Regions from separate parts of the Mus musculus genome. Here all the other regions are linked to region 2. The links are chromatin contacts, called in public HiChIP or PLAC-seq and promoter capture Hi-C maps. All regions are on one chromosome and are shown on one strand. Each heading gives the region's core, a stretch centred on a gene start, on an enhancer-like site or on the middle of the called end of the contact. The rest is flanking DNA. Distances are from core to core; before and after follow the strand shown. Region 1 overlaps Dlg2 (discs large MAGUK scaffold protein 2). Region 2 holds the start of Tmem126a (transmembrane protein 126A). Region 3 overlaps Dlg2 (discs large MAGUK scaffold protein 2).

Region 1 (2,700 bases), core at 191-2,690, 760 kb after region 2:
ACAGGTAAAATTGAGAAGGGAAAAAAACAGTGCAAGGGAAAATAGTCTCAGGGGAGCTTTTCCTCTGGATTTGAGAAACCGACAAGGGATTACACATAAAGATTCGTTCTAAAATACAAGGTTAGCCCTCGCCTTGACCCTCTTTCACTCAGGCTTTGAGAAGCTGTAAGTGGGGTTGCAGGAGGTCTTTGTGTGCTGTGTTTGAGCATACTGCCCAACAATCCTGGGAAAGGGCAGCATTTCTACATTGTTCCCCCAAGGAAGGTTGAAAAACTAGTCTGGAGAACTGATTTGCAAACTGCTCTTCCTAGATGATTTCCTTTGTGTCCTTTCTGCTCATTTCCCATACAGTCTTCTATGCACTACGTACAAAAGCTGTAGGACTAAGTTCAGTTTGCATATAGGTAACTATTTGGCAATATCATTTCAGTTTGGAAGCACAGAGCTGCCGCAAGTCCCCATGAGTCTCTCTGTGACTAAGCCAGAGGCCCCAAGTCCTCATGAGTCTCTCTATGACTAAGTCAGAGAAAGAGAACAAAGGCAAGGAACTTGGCTCAAACCTGAGAACATTTACATACATTTATGTACATGCTCAGCATATTTTGTTGTGAAATGTGCCAATTTCTGGAGTCCTATTGGATGACTGCACTTCAAGTGTTTGAGTAAATAATACATTAGGGGATATAGACAATCAAATAATCATGTGGCAAATATGCCTTTACTGTATTTTTTCCTTAGAGGATTCATTTATAACGGCAAATTCACAGTGATATATGCAACAATGTTGGGAAATTTTGCAGTATGTTATTATATTCATACAATTTGTGCCAAGAGATCTACTATAAATAATCATAAGAAAATGCCCTTTAATGTATCACAACTATACATAGCAATGTTATTACCCTGGTTGGTCTTATTAGGTCACAATGAGAAAAATGCTCCTCACAGTGTTAGACACTGACTGCATGTATGCATGTATTCAGTAAGTATCTCTTAACAACTTCTCGGTCTGCATAATGTGCTGAGTCCTAACCATAGCTTATATGGGAGGTCTCTGTTCTTTGAGCATCTGAATCACATACTGAGAATAATGAGGAAAGATCCCCATTATTCCCAGACCTTTTCTGTTTTCCCTCTCCCTAGCTGATGACCTGAGATGTAAATGTCAATTAGATGCATTTTGTAAACTAGATTTGGGTTCTCCTTTCCTTGTGGTCCCACAACGTTTTGAATGAACCTGGAGAGAGTTTGCAGAGTGTTCTGGGATGTATCTGTCACCATTAGAAACATTCATGTATTCATAAATGTCTTCCAGGAGCTGAGAAATGGAATTTGGGGCCGACCATAAGTGAAGCATATTCCCTTTTCTGCAGCAGCCCAGGGTAGTTTAGAGGAAGTGCATATTTGGGTGTCTAATTACCATACTTAGTAAGGTGACAGATGCATGTACTGGGTAACGAGGTCAGAGAGTGGAAATGAGCACTTCATCCGTATATAGCAGAAATGGTGTAGAGAGAGGGATGAATTTAGAAAAAAATTTTGTGTGAACAACGTGAGTTCAAATAGGAGGATCATTTTGGGAAAAGCCAGAGGGACTGAGTGAGTGAACAGATCTGGCTCCAGAAGGACACATGCCACAGGAGTGGGAAGACACTCAAACCACAGGAGTGGGAAGCACCCTGGGGAGGGAGGGAGCAGGAAAGAAACAGTCTGGCTGCTACAGAAACAACAGAAAGCAGAGGAGGCCCCTGGAGGCGAACTCACCAGAGAGGCTGCTGAGAGGAGAGGCAGTCTGGAAAAGACACAGGGCTTAGTCCACCAGAGATGGAGTGTGGGCGAGTGTGGGGGCTTTTGATGCGAGAGGCAAGAGATTAGATTTTACCTGCACCACTTCTTGATTTGCCTTAATGAACTTCACAGTGCCTGGGAACTCTAATTGTACTTGTTTGGGTTTGCAGTTAAGAGACCTAGATTTAAAAAAAAAAAAAAAAAAAAAAACATATCTTCTTATGAAGGCCATTACTCTTCAAAAGGAGAGCTGCATCAAGATTTACTTCAGAGTCTTTATTTGGCCTCCTGGGCCTTAATTAAAAAGAAGAGTTATGTAAAGAGGAGAGCTTTGCCTGTGTTACTGAACATGGGGCATGGTGTCCCAGAGAGATTTATAATGCAGGTAGGTCTGTGGTTGCAGCCATTCTTTTGAAGATCATCTACAGCTCTGTCTTATAGCCACCTAAGTGCCAATATTCAGGGAGGGCAGGCAAACCAGACCAGGTGGTATGCCTCAGAGATCTTGCTTGCTCACTGGGGCATCATTTAGCTCCATCCTAGGGAACCACCATTTGCCTGGCTGGAGGAAAGGAGGAACGGTGTAATGAGAACTCAATGCTCTGAGGATCTTGTGCTACAACACTGTGTCATCTCGGGGGATGCAGTGATCCTTCCAGGCTGTATTTAGTGATGTTGGGATGTCCCAGCCTGGGATTAAGAAGTGTTTAGTTTTCCCTTCTCCTTCTCTGTATAATAAATGTAGATAGTGAGCCCTGTGTGTACAAATGGTGGGTGGTATTTCAGGAATTTTTTTATATGGTGCAGAACAAACCATTATCTCAGTATGTGTCTCCAGTCACACTTTTTATAAGTCACACTTTTCGGATACAAAGTTTGGGACTGAGAGGAGTTAACAGGTTATACTGGTGC
Region 2 (2,853 bases), core at 86-2,585:
TACAGGAAAACAAAAATCCAAAGAATTTGTGCTAGACAAGTGGGGTGGAGGGGTGATGCAACAGACAGAGCCTCACATCATGAGAGAAAGCCAACATCCAGTAAACAACAAAAACATGAGGTGGAAGCTAAGATAACAGGGATGTCATTAGGTACACAGGTAATTAGTTTCACTTGGAAGCATTCAGGAAAGCTGTGACATCTGCTGGTGGAACTATAAGTTGTATTTCAAGTGTAATAGCCACTTTGTAAAGATGATTAGGTGTCAAGGGTTAGAAAGGGCTCAGTAGTTTTGAGAGAACACTATTGCAAAGAACAAGGGTTCCAGGGGACTGGAATCCTCTTCACCCTTCATAGGCATTGCAGGCATGTGGACACATGATGAAAGATTCGAGCCCTAGCACCCACGTCAAAGCTCACACACAGCTGTAACTTCAGGCCTAGGGTGATCTAATGCCCTTTTCTGGCCTGAGCAGGCATGGTACACATAGGATGAATATCAGTGTAGAATGGTGGATTCGTTTTTACTAGATTGGGCTCTTTAAAAACATACTTCCTGGTGACAGGAAAAAAGTCTGCAACCTGTGGTGATACCTCTACTATTGGGAAGCTGAGGCCGGAGGGTTGTGAGTTCCTGGATGTACTCCAAGACCCTATTTCAAAAGATAAAACAGTAGTAGCAATAAACCAAAACTCAGAAATAACCTGATAATAAATCAGCCTGTCTTGGGTCACCATTCGTATTAGTTAGCTGTGACAGCACTGGAACAATGTCTTACCAAATCTTGGGTACCTGTTGTATATATACAATGATTTGGAAAATGCTGCATGTGCAAAATTCCATAAATCTTGACTTAAAAATTAACCTCGAAAGTAAAATACAGATTTAGCGGTTTAGATCAGGATCCCAGGATTCAAGTCCTGTTTCTTCTTCCTGGTATTATTTCTCAGTTAATAAATCCCCATCAAAGACAAAGACACCTTGAAATACTACAAAGATCTCTGAAAGTTTCTGCATAAAAACCAAGCATCGGAAAATTAAACGTAGCAATTTGTAAATTGGCAGTGATTCTTCAACTCAATCAATTCAGCCAGGTCTTCCCCCTCACGGGTGGAAAGTGAAGACCGGGTCAGCACACACAGCGTTCCCCACCCTCGTGGCCACCCCGCGCCTCTCCCAGCGCGACATTGGCACAGCTACTCACCATTCGGCAGAATGAAGGCAGCTAATGGCAGCCTCCCCAGCCGCCGGTGCTTGCCCGGGTCCTCCCGCGCCGAGTCTACCGCAACCTTCGCTAGGGTCGTCTGAGCTCCATCTTTGGCTCACACGTGACTCTGTCTCCGCCTCTGTTTCCTGTCCACGGGCTTCCGGTCCAGGAGACGCTAAACTGTGGACTAGCGGTGAGGACTGGCGAGTCCGCTATAGCCCATCCCGGGTACAGCCTGCAGAAACAGCGGTGTGGCGGTGGCTGGGCTCGACACCACCCCGCCTGGGCACGCAGCCCGACTTCCGAGTCCCCGATCCTGGCGTAGGTTGCATGGCAGCCGCTAGGCTACGGGCTGATGAAGGCAACGTTGGCAGTGAAGTTAGCCTGAGATTGACTTTTTGCTCCATCTCGCTCTTGGATCTTTGTGCCATGTTATGCTGTGGGTGACTTCCAGCAGAACGTGAGCAATTCCAGAGCGAGTGCTTTTTTTTTGTTTTGTTTTGTTTTCCTCAGCATTCCCCATGTCCTCTAGAACACTGCTTCTGTGAAACAGGGTTAACGGAATGTAGTGAAAAACTAACGGTTCAAAAGTAAGGGAGCCGCACGTGATAACGTACGCCTTAATCCCAGAATTCAGTAGCCTGAGGCAGGGGGATTTCTGTGAATTCCAGGCCAGTCTGGTCTGCGTACAGTGTGAATTCCAAACAAAACAGCCAGGGGGAGGCTTAGGGTATAAGTCAGCACCACTGGGAACCAATGTTGTGAGTTTCCGTCTCAGTTTTCATCTGCATCTGTAAAACAGGAAAGGACAAAATTCTTTACCTGGTTATTTTGTAAAATTGTGAGTAGACTATAAAGACGCTTACCAAACTGAGAGGCCTGGAATTTATCAGAAGACTAATGAGTAAGATCCCTGTCCCGAAAGATTCCTGTCCCGAGAGGCATCAAGTCAATTCTAGTTTTTTTGTTTTTGTTTTTATTTATTTATTTATTTATTTATTTATCTATCTATTTATTTATTTCTAAATAAGACTGTACTCCAATTCCTGTGGAACCAAACCCCGGTCCTCTGCAGGAGCAGCAATTACTCTTAACCAATGAGCGGGGTGTTTGTTTGTTTTTCCCCAGTCCTTTTTACACTTTCCTTGTCCGGTGCTGGCATTAGGGTAGCGCTGACTTATTAGTGTCATTTAGCAACTGTTCACTTTTGGGAGCGTTTGTATCATTTTGATGTCATTTGCTGAATGTTTGGTAGAATCATCACGGGAGACTTCTAAGCCCAGAGTTTTCCTGATTGATAGAATTGTAATATAAATTCAGCATCTATAATAGATATTTCACTGTTCTATGCGTAGATACCTTTTAGATTGAACATCAAAACTTTTCTCAGAACAATTGAAATGTCCATTTGGTCCAAAATTTCAAGCTTATTGGATTAAACTGTTGATAAATATTTCCTTATGTTTTTAATATCTGTGTATCCTGCAGTGACCTCATATGTCTTCTCTTGATAGTGTTTTATTGAATCTTTGAAGCCTGATCAGTCTAGCTAGTGTGATCTTAAAAATTTTTTGTCTGTTTCACTGTTTTTTGGGGGTTTTTTGATGTTGGATTTTATGTTTTCAACTTGAATTTTTCTTCTCTGC
Region 3 (2,827 bases), core at 155-2,654, 970 kb after region 2:
TACCCATAGAAGCGGCTGTCACTGTGACAAAAGGATGGACCATCTAGTGATTGCCATATGCAGGGATCCATCCCATAATCAGCTTCCAAATGCTGACACCATTGCATACACTAGCAAGATTTCGCTGAAAGGACCCAGATATAGCTCTCTCTTGTGAGACTATGCCGGAGCCTAGCAAACACAGAAGTGGATGATCACAGTCAGCTATTGGATGGGCAACACGGCCCCTAATGGAGGAGCTAGAGAAATTACCCAAGGAGCTAAAGGGAACTGCAACCCTATAGGTGGAACAACAATATGAACTAACCAGTACCCGGGAGCTCTTGTCTTTAGCTGCATATGTATCAAAAGATGGCCTAGTCGGCCATCACTGCAAAGAGAGGCCCATTGGACTTGCAAACTTTATATGCCCCAGTACAGGGGAACACCAGGGCCAAAAAGGGGGAGTGGGTGGGTAGGGGATTGGGGGGGGTGGGTATGGGGGACCTTTGGGATAGCATTGAAAATGTAAACGAGGAAATTACCTAATTAAAAAAAAAAAAAAAGAAGCGGCTGTCACATTGTCACCTGACCTATTGAGCCTTATGACCCATACTGAGCCTTACTACTTGTTGATAATGTACACCACATGCAGTGTGTGCTTTCTTCAACTAACCTGTTATTGTACCAGGGTAATTACATACACATATGCACTTAATATCTGCCCACCCAACCAGACTACCAAGTCCATGAAAGAAGGGGGAACAAAGCTCTTGATTAACATAGCCAAGTACAAAATGCATGATCTGTACCTAGCAAATGATTTCTGGGGCTGGGAGTGATGAGCATCGGATAATAATGAGCGATGATGGATCATGGCCAAAGCACAGCAACAAGACCTGGTGGCAACATGTGAGTACCCCAGCTCCGGAACACTATTTGTTTTCTTTGACAGCAAAGTTAGTAACCCAGACCTGAAACAGTAGCCTCTCCCTTTAAAATTAAGTTCAGCAACCGCCCCCATCTTCTTGCCTCAATAAAGCTTCTATTTTTCCTGTACATAAATTATGTTCAAGGCAAGCAACCTGTGCATGTCTACACAAAATGGTATCATGGTGTTACTCATTCTTCCTGGGGATCACTGGGCACACAGGCCTCCTCCCTTCCTTGTAGAAAGCTGCCATCTCTCCTGGAAGGGTCTTAGAGGAGTCCAGTCAGATCCCCTGAGACTCCATTAGCTCCCAAGGCCACGATGAAGCATTCTTCTGAATAAAGTTAAGTTCTACTTCTTCCAATTAACAGCAGATGATGAAAGTGCCTGCCAATTCTGTTGCATTTCAGCTGGGTGTTTTGCTCTTGCTTGGCCATTTGTAAAATGTGAACCTTCCTAATGGGGACCTAGTTAGTCATTGGATTAATGAGTTTCAGCTGAATTAATCGTGCCTAGCCCACTGTGAGTGTTCAGTAATAGTCGCTAGCAATTTATATGCTGACTTAAGTTGCTCCATTGAAGAACATCGGCTGGAATCAATATTGTGTAGCTGTCCTACTGCATTTGACTTAAAGAAAAAGATGACGCCTGTAGATTTGGAGCTCAGATTATATATAGCCCTGTAGCGGATGTTCTCTGAATCGTAAAAGGAATTTCAAAGGGTGTTGAGACTAATTTCTTCCTGTGAGTTTCCCACAATTATACAAGATGGTTAAGTCCAAGGTGATAAATCTTTTGGAGATAGGTTCTTCTTCCTACAAGTTTATCTATGTGAATATCTACCTTTATCTGTCTTTATCAGTGTTTCGTTCCTCATTAGTGTGGTGGCTAAAAATGAGTAGAGGAAGTTTGTCACAAGCAGCTTGTTAAGGCTCAGTCCAGACCCTCGTTCCAGACAGGTGCTCAATAACTGTAATTTAATTAATTTAAAATTAAAATAGAATTCGAAAGTTTACAAAAGTTAGTGGAAAGTGTCAATGAAAGGCAAAACAAAAAAATTCCAATCAGCAAAGAGTGACATTTGCAGATCTTAGGAGGTGAAGTTTGTGCTTTGATTACAGCGAAACATATGGTGCTCCATGCCTTATGGCAAATATTTGCATTTTGAAAGCTTTTAATTAGAAGGAATTACAATTCCACAGAGATCCCCATAGCTCGAGAATGGAGTTTAAAAAACAAATCAATATTACGTGTTTGTTAAATTATAACCTTGGTGGGAAATCAATAAAATGCTTGCTGAGAGATATATTTGAGTACTCAACTGAACTGTGGCAATTCTTGCCAAAGGCTGAGTCTGATTATTTATTTAAGCATAGTCATTAAGTGAACTACTTCATTATATCGGTATATTATAATGACTCTTGTACACATACATTGCAGGGACACTAGTTCCCAAGCTACGCCATCTCCAGCTTCCTTGCACTCTTCCTTCACTACCCCTACCTCTTGTTACCACCAAACTTTATTTTTAATGACTTCTAAGTGATTTGGTTAAATGACAATGAGAAAAAGTACAAGTTCTATACTGTAAGTACGTAGTTAGTTACTACATAAAGTGTTCAAAATTAATATATTTGCCTTCTCAATACATCGGTAGTAGATTCTAATCTACTGTGCCCTAGAACCCAGCCAAAGAAAACTCTCTTCTGACTACCCGTTGGCCAGTAGAAACCAACTGAAAAGAGACAGATAAAAAGGTATATATATATATATATTTACTGAAATTCGGCAGTTCATTTGGCGTTTGAAAACGTGTTGGGAGAGTGTAACTTAGAAAAGTCTTCGTATGGACTATAGCGAAGCCACAGATTCAAGTTTGCAAGTCAGTCAAACAGGAACAAAGCAGAAGTTCAAAGT

Evidence for each region. Promoter capture Hi-C pulls out the DNA fragments that hold promoters and counts their contacts. HiChIP or PLAC-seq counts read pairs in DNA pulled down with a chosen protein or histone mark.
Region 1: a promoter capture Hi-C map of hippocampal neurons shows a contact between it and region 2, with 4 times the contacts expected there. The contact joins the enhancer-like site here to the promoter of Tmem126a in region 2. A contact is called at or near these places in 6 of 39 promoter capture datasets (cranial neural crest, frontonasal cranial neural crest, hippocampal neurons and 3 more), 11 of 115 datasets of contacts at active chromatin or transcription factors (differentiating embryonic stem cells, embryonic forebrain, embryonic hindbrain and 7 more) and 1 of 9 other capture datasets (embryonic stem cells).
Region 3: an H3K4me3 HiChIP or PLAC-seq map of forebrain shows a contact between it and region 2, with 5 times the contacts expected there. The contact joins the enhancer-like site here to the promoter of Tmem126a in region 2. A contact is called at or near these places in 5 of 39 promoter capture datasets (the 3T3-L1 cell line, cranial neural crest, frontonasal cranial neural crest and 2 more), 20 of 115 datasets of contacts at active chromatin or transcription factors (SST interneurons, VIP interneurons, cardiomyocytes and 12 more) and 1 of 9 other capture datasets (embryonic stem cells).

What each region holds. Positions count from the first base shown.
Region 1 is chr7:91,217,086-91,219,785 of GRCm38.p6, forward strand. All of the region lies in intron 1 of Dlg2 (discs large MAGUK scaffold protein 2), which reads left to right. Among named protein-coding and RNA genes, the nearest start is that of Gm24552, 25 kb to the right of the region's middle. Within about 2 kb of position 1,441, at least 14 of the 459 cell types and tissues checked have an H3K27ac peak or open chromatin away from gene starts, as enhancers often do. A contact at or near this core is called in forebrain and hippocampal neurons, where this site is marked.
Region 2 is chr7:90,455,868-90,458,720 of GRCm38.p6, forward strand. It overlaps Tmem126a (transmembrane protein 126A), which reads right to left and starts at 1,336. Exons shown (of 5, transcript NM_025460.3): 1 at 1,205-1,336.
Region 3 is chr7:91,428,722-91,431,548 of GRCm38.p6, forward strand. The region is part of intron 1 of Dlg2 (discs large MAGUK scaffold protein 2); the gene reads left to right. Among named protein-coding and RNA genes, the nearest start is that of Gm24552, 190 kb to the left of the region's middle. Within about 2 kb of position 1,405, at least 7 of the 459 cell types and tissues checked have an H3K27ac peak or open chromatin away from gene starts, as enhancers often do. A contact at or near this core is called in SST interneurons, VIP interneurons and forebrain, where this site is marked.